Linked DNA regions of Zea mays: region 2 is linked to region 1. Evidence: chromatin contacts called from public Hi-C data. All regions are on one chromosome and are shown on one strand. Each heading gives the region's core, a stretch centred on a gene start, on an enhancer-like site or on the middle of the called end of the contact. The rest is flanking DNA. Distances are from core to core; before and after follow the strand shown.

What was found. A called contact is a pair of places that touch in the nucleus more often than the background predicts.
Region 2: a Hi-C map of leaf shows a contact between it and region 1, with 5 times the contacts expected there. The contact joins the enhancer-like site here to the promoter of LOC100192742 in region 1. A contact is called at or near these places in 4 of 25 Hi-C or Micro-C datasets (ear, leaf and tassel).

What each region holds. Positions count from the first base shown.
Region 1 is chr2:152,484,006-152,491,616 of Zm-B73-REFERENCE-NAM-5.0, forward strand. It overlaps LOC100192742, which reads left to right and starts at 4,498. Exons shown (of 13, transcript NM_001358544.2): 1 at 4,498-4,834; 2 at 5,051-5,179; 3 at 5,260-5,465. The coding sequence starts at 4,732.
Region 2 is chr2:152,704,374-152,711,984 of Zm-B73-REFERENCE-NAM-5.0, forward strand. It overlaps the pseudogene LOC111590858. Among protein-coding and RNA genes, the nearest start is that of LOC109944029, 97 kb to the right of the region's middle. Within about 2 kb of position 3,223, at least 1 of the 20 cell types and tissues checked has an H3K27ac peak or open chromatin away from gene starts, as enhancers often do. A contact at or near this core is called in leaf, where this site is marked.

The DNA of each region.
Region 1 (7,611 bases), core at 3,248-5,747:
GGGCCCCTGGTGATAGGGGCACGGCTCCTTGAGCATCTTGTCGAAGAGGTTGGCACCTCTGGGGGGTTTCCGAGGGTTCTTGTACTCGGCGGCGGCGACAAGGTCTGCGTCGCGTTTCGCTTGCGACTTCTTCTTGCCTTTCTTCTTGGCGCCGCGCTGAGTTGACGCCTCGGGAGCATCTTCTGACGGGCGGCCCTGGGGCTGCTTGTCCTTTCGGAAGATGGCCTCGACCGCCTCCTGGCCGGAGGCGAACTTGGTGGCGATGTCCATCAGCTCGCTCGCCCTGGTGGGGGTCTTGCGACCCAACTTGCTCACCAGGTCGCGGCAGGTGGTGCCGGCGAGGAACGCGCCAATGACATCCGAGTCGGTGATGTTGGGCAGCTCGGTGCGCTGCTTCGAGAATCGCCAGATGTAGTCCCGGAGGGACTCTCCCAGCAGCCGCCGGCAGCTTCGGAGATCCCAGGAATTCCCGGGGCGCACGTACGTGCCCTGGAAATGGCCGACGAAAGCTTGGACTAGGTCGTCCCAGTTGGAGATCTGCCCCGGGGGCAGGTGCTCCAACCAGGCGCGAGCGGAGTCGGAGAGGAACAGGGGGAGGTTGCGGATGATGAGGTTGTCATCGTCCGTTCCACCCAGTTGGCAGGCCAGACGGTAGTCCGCGAGCCACAGTTCCGGTCTCGTCTCCCCCGAGTACTTTGTGATAGTAGTCGGGGGTCGGAACCGGGTCGGGAACGGCGCCCGTCGGATGGCCCGGCTGAAGGCCTGCGGACCGGGCGGTTTGGGCAAGGGACTCTGATCCTCCCCGCTGTCGTAGCGTCCCCCACGCCTGGGGTGGTAGCCTCGGTGCATCCTCTCGTCGAGGTGGGCCCGACGATCGCGATGATGGTGCTCGTTGCCGAGGCGGCCCAGGGCCGCAGGCGCGGTGTTGCGCGAGCGTCCGGTGTAGACCGAGGCTTCCCGCATGAATCGGGAAGTCGCGGCATGAGGTTCCGAGGGGTATCCCTGCCTTCGGGAGGCAGAGCTCTCGGCCCGTCGGACCGCGGTGCCTTCCAGGAGATTCTTGAGCTCCCCCTGGATTCGCCGGCCCTCGGTGGTTGATGGCTCCGGCATCGCGCGGAGAAGTATCGCTGCGGCAGCCAGGTTCTGGCCGACGCCACTAGATGCGGGTGGCGGCCTGACCCTGGCGTCGTCGGTGACGCGGTGCTAGAAACCCTGGGGCAGATGACGTATTTCTCCGGCCGGGGGTTGGCCCGCCCATGCCTGCCCGACGTCCCGGCGGATCGGCTCAAGCGCCCCTGCTTCCTCGTCGAACTTGGCCTGCGCCCCGCGGATTTGCTCGAGCTGTGGGTCATGGCCCCCCGCCTGAACGGGGACCACAGCTAGCTCCCGTGGGATGTCGACGCGGGGCACTGGCCTAGGGAGATCACCGTCCTCCGGCATGCCGAGATGATTGCCTTCGGAGGGACCCCCTAGATCGACGTGGAAACATTCGCGGCTTGGGCCGCAGTCCTCGTCGCCGAGGCTGCGGCTACCGTCGGAACAGTCGGAAAGGCAGTAGTCACATGCGGTCATGAAGTCCCGCATGGCACTGGGGTTGCCAAGTCCAGAGAAATCCCAACAGATGCTAGGCCCGTCGTCTTCCTCGGACCCAGAGGGCCCGTAGGTCGAGACGTCCGTCAGCCGGTCCCAAGGCGACCGCATGCGAAACCCAGAGGGTTTGGACTCGCCTTTACGAGAGCGTCCGCCAAAGCGAGGTCGCTAGGCGGGTCGAGGCTGAATCCAAATGACGTAGGATGGGAATCGGTCGGTACCTTTTGGTCGACGAGCGGCGATGAAGTCACGTCGGGGACTGACTGCACCGTCGTCTCAGGTGCGAGGGTGACGTCCAGCAAGCTCTCCGCGAGCGCGCTGGCGTCGTCCGCTTGCTCGGGATTGGTGTGTCGCGGGGAGACGGCGCTCGCCTTCGTCTCAAACGCGAGGTCGACGCCCGGTGCGCCCCCCGTTGGGGTGCCGGGGCCGTCGGCTCGCTCGACAGCCAACGAGGCGCTGCCTTCTGCTTGGCCTTGGTTGCCCCGCCTCCTCCTCCGTCGGCGGGGGAGGGGACGGGGTGAGCTCGAAGGTTGCTCTCCCACCATGCGGGGAAGACGTCGCCGATTCCGCCGCCGGCGGGCGGGCTGCCAGCCGCCATTGTCGTCGTCGCGCGGCGGTGGAAGGAGTATCATGTCGTAGCTGCCGTCGAGGGACATGAACTCAAGACTCCCGAAACGGAGCACCGTCCCGGGTTGGAGAGGTTGCTGGAGACTGCCCATCTGGAGCTTGACGGGAAGCTATTCGTCAACACGCAGCAGGCCCCTACCTGGCGCGCCAACTGTCGGCGTTTCGAGACCGGGGGGTCCCTGGGCCGACGAGTGAATGTCGCCGCGTGCCCCAGCCCAGATGGGTCGAGCGCGAGGGCGAGCGCGAAGGGGGGAAGAGCGAGGCGGCCGGAGACCGGCGTGAGAGAGGTGGGAATCCCGCGGCCTTCGTGTTTGTCCCGCGCCCAGGTCGGGTGCGCTTGCAGTAGGGGGTTACAAGCGTCCACGCGGGAGAGGGAGCGAGCGGCCCCAAGCGAGCGCCTGTTCTCGTCCTCGTCCCCGCGCGGCCAACCCTCTCTAAGAGGGCCCTGGTCCTTCCTTTTATAGGCGTAAGGAGAGGATCCAGGTGTACAATGGGGGGTGTAGCAGAGTGCTACGTGTCTAGCGGGGGAGAGCTAGCGCCCTAAGTACATGCCGTCGTGGCAGCCGGAGAGATTTTGGCACCCAGCTGGTGTGATGTCGTGGCCGTCGGAGGAGCGATGGAGCCTGGCGGAGGGACAGCTGTCGGAGCGGTTGGGTCCTTGCTGACGCCTTCTTGCTTCCGTAAGGGGGCTGAGAGCCACCGTCGTCACAGAGCATGCGGGGCGCCATCATTGCCTATCTGGCGGAGCTAGCCAGATGGGACGCCGGTCTGGTTCCCTGTGGCCCGAGTCAGCCCGGGGTAGGGTGATGATGGCGCCTCCTGTTGACGTGGCTGGCCTGCGCTCTAGGTTGGGCGATGCAGAGGCTCCTCCGAAGCCGAGGTCGAGTCTGTCTTCCGTGGCCGAGGCCGAGTCCGAGCCCCTGGGTCGGGTGAGGCGGAGGTCGTCGGCTGAGGCCAGGGCGGAGTCCGAGCCCTGGGGTCGGGCGAAGCGGAGTTCATCGTCTTCTGGGACTTAGCCCGAGTCCGAGCCCGGGGTCTGGCGGAGCGGAGTTCGCCGTCTTCCGGGACTTAGCCCGGGTCCGAGCCCTGGGTCGGGCGGAGCGGAGTTCGCCGTCTTCCGGGACTTAGCCCGAGTCCGAGCCCTGGGTCGGGCGGAGCGGAGTTCGCCGTCTTCCGGGACTTAGCCCGAGTTCGAGCCCTGGGTCGGGCGGAGCGGAGTTCGCCGTCTTCCGGGACTTAGCCCGAGTCCGAGCCCTGGGTCGGGCGGAGCGGAGTTCGCCGTCTTCCGGGACTTAGCCCGAGTCCGAGCCCTGGGTCGGGCGGAGCGGAGTTCGCCGTCTTCCGGGACTTAGCCCGAGTCCGAGCCCTGGGTCGGGCGGAGCGGAGTTCGCCGTCTTCCGGGGCTGAGCCCGAGTCCGAGCCCTGGGTCGGGCGAAGCGGAGCTTCCTATGGTGCCTCCGGCGGGGCCTGACTGCCTGTCAGCCTCACTCTGTCAAATGGCACCGCAGTCGGAGTGGCGCAGGCGGCGCTGTCCTTCTGTCAGGCCGGTCAGTGGAGCGGCGAAGTGACGGCGGTCACTTCGGCTCTGCCGGGGGGCGCGCGTCAGGATAAAGGTGTGAGGCCACCTTTGCATTAAATGCTCCTGCGACTTGGTCGGTCGGTGTGGCGATTTAGTCAGGGTTGCTTCTTAGCGAAGGCAGGGCCTCGGGCGAGCCGGAAATATGTTCGCCATTGGAGGGGGGCCTTGGGCGAGACGGAAATCCTCCGGGGTCGGTCGCCCTTGTCCGAGGCTAGGCTCGGGCGAGGCGTGATCGAGTCGCTCGAATGGACTGATTCCTGACTTAGTCGCACCATCAGGCCTTTGCAGCTTTATGCTGATGGGGGTTATCAGCTGAGAATTAGGAGTCTTGAGGGTACCCCTAATTATGGTCTCCGACACCAACGGATTTCCTATACCCACTAACACCAACATAAAAAATAATTCATTATGTTAATAACAATCAATACATTAATAAGCTAGAATAAAAGGAACAAGTGATAACTAATTTTAGCTTAAAATTTGTTATATAAAATTTATTTCAATTAAAACATATTCAATTAATAATATTATGAGACATATTTATAATGAATTATGATTTTAAGGTGGTTTTTAAAAACCCATGTGTTTGTAGGTATGGGTAGTGGAAGAGCAAACCCATACACACATACCTGTTGGGTTTCTATTTTACTCATTAACAAGCTCATGGATAAAGAAATTAACCTAAACCTAAGTAAAATTCTACCGACTTTCGGGTAACTGGTACCCATGCCATGTCTGGACCCTTCGCCGAGACTCGCCGTCCTCCCGCCCGTCGACCCCTCTCCTCCTGCCGCAGCGCGCCCCTCTCCGACCACCCGCCTCCGCATTCCTCCCCCGCCACCGGCGCCCACTTCCATGAACTAGCATCCCCTTTCTTCGCCCAGTACCCACCTGCTTCCTCCCCCCCCCCCCCTTCTCTTTCGGCTTGGGTGCCCATGGAGACCAGCGGTGCGGCCGCCGCCGCCACTGAAGTGGGCTGGTACGTGCTCGGCCCGAACCAGGAGAGCGTCGGACCCTACGCGCTTGCTGAGCTTCGAGGTGACTGTTTCCTTCGCTCTCCTAGAAATTTAATGCGTTTCAAGTTCTGAGTTTTCTCTGAGATTGGCCTTAGGGTTCAGTCTGTGCTGAAAATCAAGTTGGTTTTCTCTGAAGTTTAATTGTCATCTTGGTTATCTCACCGAGAAGGCTTCCTTTCCACGCTTTTGAAGTTGAATACTTTCGCAAATTCTATTCTAAATGAAACAAATGGTGCAGAGCATTTTGCAAACGGTTATCTCAATGAGAGCACAATGCTCTGGGCAGAAGGGAGGAAGGCTTGGATGGCACTCTCGTCCATCCCTGACTTACACTCGGCAGTCACAGCGAAGGATCGATTTGAACAAGGTTAAATGTCGTTGCCTTGTACTGTACCTGTAATGGAAAATCTGTAAGGTTTTCTTCTCATTCATTGAACTTCCGTACAGATGCTCCAGATGTTGATGGTGATTTTGAGAAATTTCAGAAGGAGGTTACGGAAGCTGAGGCAGAGGTCAAGGCCTTGAAAGGCAGTGATGTGGATCAGCAAGATGATGAGCGGCCAGCAACCCCACCGGACGGAGAGTCAGAATTTACTGATGATGATGGCACCATTTACAAATGGGACCGTACTTTGAGGGCATGGGTTCCTCAAGTGAGTACTGCTTATCTGTCCTTGCCATGGCTAGCTAAATACACTGCCTAGTTCCATCCATTAATTGACTGACTTTCCACCAAGCTTAGGTCTCTAGTACTTTCTTTATGAATTATCGGTAGGGATCATCTGATAAAAAATTGCTTTGGATGTGGTACATATCATTTCTTCAATTTATCTGTGACTGATACAATGGACTAATGGAAAGTATCACCCACCACTTAGTAAACTTAGGAATTCTTATTAAATTACTTAGCGTTTGAAGGATTGTACTGGTTTGGGAATTAATGCTTGGAGAACCTTTAGGGCGTGTTGGGCATGGCTCCAGAGCAAAACTCTAAGGAAGAGCTGGTCAGAGCCAGCCAAATACCATAACTCCAGAGTTGCAAACTCTATGGAGTTTTCAGAGCTGTAGTACAATTTTTTGGAGTACCTCCTTTTCTGTTCCGAAATTTCTAAAAAATCAACCTAGATATGGAGTTTGTAGATGCCACTAGTTATGAGAAAACAATCTAAACTCTGGAGCAGAGCTGCTCCACCCAGAGTTTTGGAGCAGAGCTGCTCTGAAGTGGAGCAGAGCCATGCCAAACATGCCAGTATTCTCACTCATGTAAGATCTGCAAGAGCTTTAATTGACCTGAACCCTGTTCTTTACTGAGTCACGTTTCTAAAACAGTCTGTCTCATAACCTTGATGACTAAAGTTATCTATTCATACAAATCAATCTTTCTTTATTCTAGAGCTTATCAGCTCATTGGTTTCTTGTGTCTCTTTTTCCCTCGAATACGCAGGAGAGCTGCGTATCAGTTATATTAAGAAGATAAAACCACATGTACTAAGTGACCTGTACAAAAAAAAAACAAAACTCAACACACAACACAAACAAAGAAAGGAGAAATACCTCTCCTTTGCCCCAGTCAAACTCCACAACTGTAGCTCCTCCAAGGTCAGGGTTAACAGACCAGAGATACTAGGATTAATGGCATCAAAGTCACACCTATTCCTATGTCTCCATAGTGACCAAGCTCCCAAGATGATAGATGACGCAATAGTTCAGGCCTTATCTTGTGATTCCAGAGGTAGTCTCATTGCTTTGCCGCTACCAATCCTCAAAGGAAGAAACTCCAGGTTGGGGGGACAAGTTCTGGAGGTTGATGTCAAGGACCTCCCGACCGAGGGTAGCTGGCCCCTGACTACGGAGTTCGTAGCCACGGTCCGTCGTCGCCGGTGAGGTTTTTCCCCTCAGCCGTCGGCTTGTTTAGAGAGAGAGAGAGAGATTAGGAAATAATAATCTTGCTTGCCTTATTCCCTGCTGTCATGTGTCTTATAAATAGCCCTATGGCTAACCAACTTCTCCTATAAACTCTCAACTAACTCCTATTTTCTTGGACTTATCTGCTGCCAACTAACTCTCCACAATTCTCTCATCTCAATCTTATTCTCTAGCCTTATATTTATTTCTAAATCTAGCCATTGGTTGTGGCCTCCTCCTGTGCGCGTTCAGCGCGCTCTGCAGCGCGGCGCGCGTCACGGCGGCGCCTATATGTGCGGCCGCACATGACATCTCTCCCCCCTCGAGACCTAGCTCGTCCTCGAGCTGAAAGTCTGGGTACTTGCTGCGGAATTCGTCGAGGTCTTCCCAGGAAGCAGACTCGGCCGGTTCGCCCCTCCAGTGGACGAGAACTTGACGCACGCCTCGTGCCAAGCGTGCCTGAGTAACCTGCAGCGGCTCAGGGACTACGACGCCGTTGTGGATGATTGGTAAGGCAGGCGGGGACGCCGGTGGAACGCCTACAAACTTCTTGAGGACACCCACGTGGAACACATCATGTAGGCGCGCCCCTGGTGGCAAGGCCAGGCGAACGGCGACGTCGTTGATGAGCTCGACGACGCGGTAGGGCCCCACAAAGCGAGGCTTGGGCTTGCCCGTGGTGGTCCTGGGCATTGAAGAAGCTGCCCGCTGCCGAAGACGAAGGAGGGCCCAATCCCCCGACTGGTAGGAGACTTGACGGTGGTGCCGATCGTAGTAAAGCTTCTGGGTTGCCTGGGCCTGCTCTAAGCGGTACCGGACCTCCTCCAGGAAGGCCTCCCGAGCCTCCATGTCCCAGGCGACGACTGCCACCCTCGTCTCCCTCGGCTCATAAGA
Region 2 (7,611 bases), core at 1,973-4,472, 220 kb after region 1:
TTTCTTTTTGCACTCGATGGTGCATGCTCAGATTTTACATATTACATCTTTGGGGGATTTGGCCCTCGTAGGGCTAAATAAGAATGAAAAATTACAAGCTATGGTCCAATTTTGGCCGAGGCCGATGGTGGCGTCTGCTCAATGGCTTCCATTACAGTACCAATCCTTCGCTTTTTCTGCCCGACCACCTTTTTTGTAGCCGAAGGTTCGTCCTTGTTCTGTAAAAGCTTCGTGAGTTCCGGTCCCAGAGGTCTTAGCAGCTTGATAGGTAGAGATTCAGCCATTACCTTTAAAATTTCTGGTACTTTGGCAGCAGGAGGTGTCAAAGGAGTCTCCTCTTCTACTTCATCATCCTTCGGCACTGGGGTGGTTTCCTCTCCGGCAAATCAGATAAGTTTCCTTTCAGCTTCTCCAAAGTAACCCAGCTTCATCATCATGGGTACGTCAGCTTTAGACACTGTAGATTTATCAAAATCTAGATGACTGGGTTTACTTGGGATCAAAATACTGTAATATTTCTCTTCATCAATATCTTCTTCGTCTTCAGCAACAGTATGTTCGACTTCGGTAGTAGGAGCACCTTCGTCAGTAGCTTCCTCTGTCACAACTAAACCTGATTGTTTCATAACTTCGGAAATTGGCGTTGTTTCAGCGACCTCAGTTTCTTCCCCCTCACGAGTCACCCTTGCAGTCGAACGTACTCTGGCCATCTGGTGGATTTTCTGTGGTTCTTACGAAGTTGATGATTCTTTTTTGCAGTTTTGACGAAGCTCACTTTTTTTACGAAGTTAACTCTAAATGATGAAGCGTTCGCTTGAGAGCGCAGTGAAAAAGCTTCGACTATGGTTAAATTTTTTAACATCACAACAGTGCAATGGCAATGAATGTTGTGGTAACTCTACACCAACCCGTCTGTTTATATAGTGCTGCAGGTGGGAAGGTGAATCGCCAAATCGCTCGCACCCGCTGAACGGTGGACCACTCGATGCCTGGAAGGTGAATTGCCAGATCGCTCGCATCCACTGAACGGTGGACCACCCGACGCTTGGAGTATTTTAATCGTTTCTCGACAACGAGCTCACAGAAGGTGTTTTTCGGACCTTCAGCATTCCAAAGCCTTTGAGATTTTTCGCGGATCGAGCTCGTTACGAAAAACGATCTAGCACCGCGAAGGGGCTACTATTGGGGGCCTTCTTCCTCGCCAAAGGTCATCCAAGTAAAAACACCTTCAGTAGGGTAATATGCAAGCAGACACAACAGTGTAAGCCGAAGCTACAATCCATGGAGCTTCGGAATGACAACGCGCCTTGAAACGAAGGGCAGCACCGACTTAAAGAGCAAAAGACCATTTAGTCCATGATAACTTGTGTTTTAGTTATGATTAGTTACCAAGGACACAAATGTAATTTCATCTAGGCTGCGTCCCGTGCCTATAAATAGATGAACAGTACCCATGTACTGTTCACGTTGGCTTGTATTCACTCGCAGTCACACTTGGATTCTCACCTTCTGTCAAGCCAAAGGTATAAATGTAATTCAATATTATCCATGTTTATTCATGATTATATAATAAAAATGACTTAATGATATCATACGATTATTCATGTTTTTTATGTGTCATATGATCCTGCTTTCCATTGTATATTGAGTTGATGAAGGTATGTCCTTCATGACCTTCGTCTGAAGATCATTATATCCTAAGGGAAATAATGCTTCGAAGGACGAAGGTCTTTAATCATTAACATTTGTGTTGCCTTGTTCTTAATTCATAGCATTTGAGAACAAGTCCCCAACAGTGGACAGTACCAATAGTACCATATTGGAATTCCAAGGGTCGTTGGCTTGACTTATATGGTGGGAATTATTCCACTTAATTTGAGAAGTTAAAAAATGAACAAGGGCGTGCCACGCGCGCGCGCCGTCGCTACCGGCCGGGCACGGGCATGGGCCCGGGCTCGGGCGTGGTGTGGCACGCAGGCAGGCAGGCGACGAGCGGGTGAGGCGTGGTGTGGTTGTGTTAATTTTTAGCACTCATTAATCGCGGGAGTTTCAACTCCGGGTTAAACCTTTCAGTTGCCCGTCTCTTGGGAGGCTGCATGCGAAACCCTTCTCCTTTAGCTTCCCTTCCGCGAAAGGTTAAAAAGGGGAGAACTCCTGTCACTTGGAACGAGCGAAGGACTCTTTTAGAATCATAGTCCAGCAGCAAGTACGGGTATTCCCATCTCGTAACGCTGCGCGCACAGAGGAGCGAGAGGGCAGGTGTCTCTGAAGCCCTTGTCGTTCGAGACCTTGCACGGGGAATCGACAATTAGGTTTTTGGGGGAGCGTATACGCGACTGCCCGAACATCACAGCATGACAAGAGAAGTTGGACAAGGATCAGGATCCTCAGAGCGCATGAGAGGGTATGATCATTTCAGCTCTATACCGTTTTACATTCTCCAGATTATATATGTTTCATACGTTCATCTCTACTTTTTTGTATGTAGCCATGAATTTAGCTAATCTGTTCTGTCATATCATATCATGACATTTTTAATGCATGTTCATGCTAGTAATATACCCTATCTGTTCGTTTAAATTTTACAGTCATACTGTTTATGTTGTTGTCTATTTATTTTCAGTTGTTCCGTAATGATGCATGTACCATGTTTATATGACTATTATATTTATATGATTCATATGTTTTATGTTCTCATCTTCCATATTGTTATAGATATATTTGACATCATTATTTTTATGATTAATCATCTTTTATATGTCATCATCATAATGTTAATTTATAGAATTAAAATGATATGGAAAATGCCTATATTTCTAACACTTTCCTAATGGAAGGAGCTAGGCGTGCGAGTGGCAAGGCAAGCACTGAGGAGACCAAGCGCATAGCAAGAGAAGGGCTCGATCGATGTCCAGACTTCACCAGGTGTTTGGCAGCTGCTGCTCCAGCGTTGGGGAGGAGGAGAGGGAGATGACACGGAGGAAGGAGTATTGAGAGCCGAGCGTTTTGGACTTCCAGAGAGCTAGCGTGAGGACTGGAGGTTTCTAAAGGAGTGATCGTGCTTTGGCTAGGAAGTAGGAGGTGGCATTGAAGATCACCAGGGACTAACGCGTGCACGCAGGGATAGAAGATGCTAGGAGATTGCAGCGTATGGTAGATAAGGAGGACTGAACGTGGGAGGAAAAAAACAGGATTTTTCTTCCTTCTTCCATTTTTGTACCCTTTCATTTACCACCTATCTAGACCTCTATCCAATACTGTAGCTCAAACTGGCACTAGTGAGACACAACAGAGACGTGGGATATTTTCTTCTCCCCAAAAACCAAAGCAAGTTTCAGCCATCTAAACAAGGTTCAGTGCACATCTGCTTGACGGACCGATTTAAAGCAAGGTTTTCTCCCAATCCCATGCTATAGCAAGTCGACCTCCGTTAATAGAACTTGTTGACAAAATATAGCTCTATAAACTCGCTACAACATCCTAAGGTCGAAAGCTAACAAATTAAGAGCTATAGCGCTCCAAAGTTAGGTGAAAATACTGCAGCTCGGCTTCAGCTGACTAAATCTGAAACTGCACATCACACGCCTGACATCGAAAGTTCAAGCACATTTTACTCCACTTTTCATGCAGCATCAGGCCAAACACACTTCAACAAACTTGCTCATCATTCTATGTTCTTTAACTTTGCTATAGATACTACAACCCATAACTCCATGGATTAGTGATAAGAAAGCTCCAAAGTTGAGCAAAACTCATAAAATTTAGTTGTCTGTTAACTGAACAAAAGTTCAGTCCATGTAAACTGACAGCCTAGTTTTGAGTAACTTTTACTCCATGTTCCGGGTCAGATCAAGCCTAACGCACACAATGAAATTTGTTCACTGACATATGCTCTTCAACTCTCCAAAACTGCATAGAACAGGCAGCACACAGCCCCAAAACTGCACTAAAAATACAGATTTCAGATTCAGATACTATTCACAAATCTGAAAAAATCAGAATTCTGACAGCCCCTCTTTAGTCACCTTTTTCTCCTGGTTCCAAATGCTTCTAATGCCAAGTGGCTTAATCAAATTGGTGCTCCACATGTTGCTCTACAAGTTTGGTACAACGACCCCTAGCTAGAACCCCATGGATTCCAAACCACCAAAGCCCAAAGTTAGCATTAAACGCACAAATTCAGACTTTGGTTTTTCACTGAGTCTGAAAATCCAGAATTAAACACTACACTTTTGGACCACTGTTTTTACCAGTTCCAAATAGTTTCAGGGGTATGAACCTTAACCAAACATATACCCCAACATGTGGTCTTTCACTTTGGTACATAAACCATAACCCATAGTTGTATGGATCAGCCACCAACAGGCTTTAAAAGTTGCTTCAGAATATAAAATCTTCAGTTTCAGATATTGCAGTCTGAAATTCAGATTCTGATATTCCCACTTTGGACCAGTTTTACACCTAGTTTTATACGGTTTTAGGGCTACCACATCTCATAAACATTGTTCTCCTATAGTTACTCTACAGGTTTGTTATAGCAATTGTTTTCAAAATACTCATGGATTAAAAGTTGTAGGAATCCAAAAACAGATAAACAAAATTGTTTTGGGCTGATTCCAAACCGACCCAAATCTTAACTTTTGCAATTTACTTCAAATTCTCCCACACCACTTGGAGAGATCCAAATATGAAAATTGTTCACTTTTCCAAGCTCCATAACTTTGGTATATGGACTTTTAGCAAAACATAGCTATATCTTAAAATCCAATTTTGGGCTAGTTTAGAGTTGAAATTGAACTTGATATGCTTCAAGTGTTGCATCAATTTATTGCATCCTACTAAAAACTAGGTTAACCTTAAGCTCAAACCCAACTTTGGTGTATATAGCTCATGTCCAAATTTCCATTGGTTTAAAAGTTGTTTGCTTGTACTAGATTTCAAAAAAGGTCTCTGAACTTCTCTTGCTCTCTTCGAAACGACACAACCTCACCCTTTTGCAAATTTGTATCAAACAAGTTAATGCAAGTGCATATGATGACATGATAAATTTTTAGTTCTCGTAACACCAGGGGTGTTACATCCTTCCCCCTAAAAAGGAATCTCGTCCCGAGATTAAAATTCTAGGTCAAGTAATAGAAAAGAAAATGCGTCACCGGTTTATTTCCTAGTTACTCCTACAAGGCAGGGGGAGTGCCCTCATTGGTTTATACCAAAGACAACTTATACAATCCTAGGGTTTACAAGACACTAGGAACTCAGGAATATACTTTTCCAAACACTTCTCTGACTACTACGTGACTTTATCTTTCGGGTGTTAGTTCCACTGTATCTAGTAAAACTCAATAACTTTTCTTCGAGTAACCTGATCCTTTTGATCTAACACATTTATGGGATATTCCGAGGAGGTTAAACCTGGTTTATGGTTAACATCTAAAATCTTAATAACATATTTGGGGACTCGAAGACATTTCTTCCATTGGGACACGTGGAACACGTCGTGCACTGTTGAAGGTCCTTTTGGCAACTATACCTTATAAGCTATAGGTCCACCAAAATCTCTGTTTCAAACCTTGGTACCTATTGCTACCTTCAGGGTGAATTTGTTACCCTAGTGAATGCATTCTAGGTGTATCAAACAAGTTAATGCAAGTGCATATGATGACATGATAAATTTTTAGTTCTCGTAACACCAGGGGTGTTACACCCAGTTAGAAGAAGAGATGAAGGAACATATGGAGATGGTGAAAGGGAAATGTGCCCTTGGGCCATTTCTAAGTATTTTGGTGATTGCGTGCCAACACAAGTGCTTAAATGTGAATTTATGCTCATGGATGGACAAAGTGCAAATCAAGAGTAAAGGTATGTTTCTAAGCCTTAATACATTGGTTTTGTGTACTAATATACTTGTCTAAGTATGAGAAACAGAAAGAAGAAGAGAAGAAAAGAGTTGGCTGTGTACAGCCAAGAGGCTGTTTCGGTCTGGGGCACCGGACTGTCCGGTGCGCCAGGTTGCCTCGGGCGAAGTGGCTGCTCTCGGGAATTTGCCGACGGCGTACGGCTAAAATTCACCGGACTATCCGGTGTGCACCGGACTGTCCGGTGAGCCAACGGTCGGCCGGGCCAACGGTCGGCCGCGGAATCTGCGCGCGACACGTGGCCGGGCCAACGGTCGGAAGGGGGCACCGCTGTCCGGTGTGCACCGGACATGTCCGGTGCGCCAACGGCTCCCAGATCTGCAACGGTCGACTGCGCTGTTTAAGGAAGGAAATCGGGCACCGGACAGTGTCCGGTGTGCACCGGACTGTCCGGTGCGCCCGACGACAGAAGGCAAGGACAGCCTTCCTGGTTTGTTCTCAACGGCTCCTAGCTGCCTTGGGGCTATAAAAGGGACCCCTAGGCGCATGGAGGAGAACATCAAGCATTCCTACAACATTCCTAAGCACCAAGACATCGATCTCGCGCATTCGTTTTATTGTGATAGCATATAGAGCTCTTGTGGAGTTGTGAACTCTTTGAGTTGTGTTGCGAGCTCTTGTTGCGACTTGTGTGCGTGTTGTTGCTCTGATCTTTTGAAGTCTTGTGTGCGTTGCTCATTCCCCCTTGCTCTGTGTTTCTTTGTGAACTTCAATTGTAAGGGCGAGAGGCTCCAAGTTGTGGAGATTCCTCGCAAACGGGATTGAGAAAAAGCAAGCAAAACACTGTGGTATTCAAGTGGGTCTTTGGACCGCTTGAGAGGGGTTGATTGCAACCCTCGTCCGTTGGGACGCCACAACGTGGAGTAGGCAAGCGTTGGTCTTGGCCGAACCACGGGATAAACCACTGTGTCATCTCTGTGATTGATCTCTTGTGGTATTGTGTTTTGTTGAGACTCCTTTCTAGCCACTTGGCATTCATTGTGCTAACACTTAACAAGTCTTTGTGGCTATAAGTTTAAACTTTTACAGGATCACCTATTCACCCCCCTCTAGGTGCTCTCAATTGGTATCAGAGCTGTTCTCTTCAAGAAGGGACTAATCGCCCGAAGAGATGGATCCTAAGGGGAAAGGAATCGTGATCAACGACAAGGAGAAGGAGTCCTTCGTCAACGAGCCAAGGGATGACAAGTCCAACGACTCGGGCTCGGGCCACAAACGCAAAGATGGGAAGAAGAAGAAGACAAGACGCATCAAGGAAATTGTCTACTACGACAGCGATGAGTCTACTTCCTCCCAAAAGGACGACGACAACGACTACAGGAAGACGGTCAATTCGAACTTTTCATTTGATTATTCTCGTATTCCACATAGTTCGAATTCGCATTTGTTCTCCGTTCCTCTTGGCAAACCTCCACACTTCGATGGGGAAGACTACGGATTTTGGAGTCACAAAATGCGTAGTCACTTATTCTCTCTCCATCCAAGCATATGGGAGATTGTAGAGAATGGAATGAAATTTGATAGCTCGGATAGCCCTATGCTTATAAATGAACAAATCCATAGAAATGCACAAGCTACTACTGTTCTATTAGCATCTTTGTGCAGGGAAGAATACAATAAGGTGAGCGGCTTGGACAACGCCAAGCAGATATGGGACACCCTCAAGATCTCTCACGAGGGGAACGACATCACCATG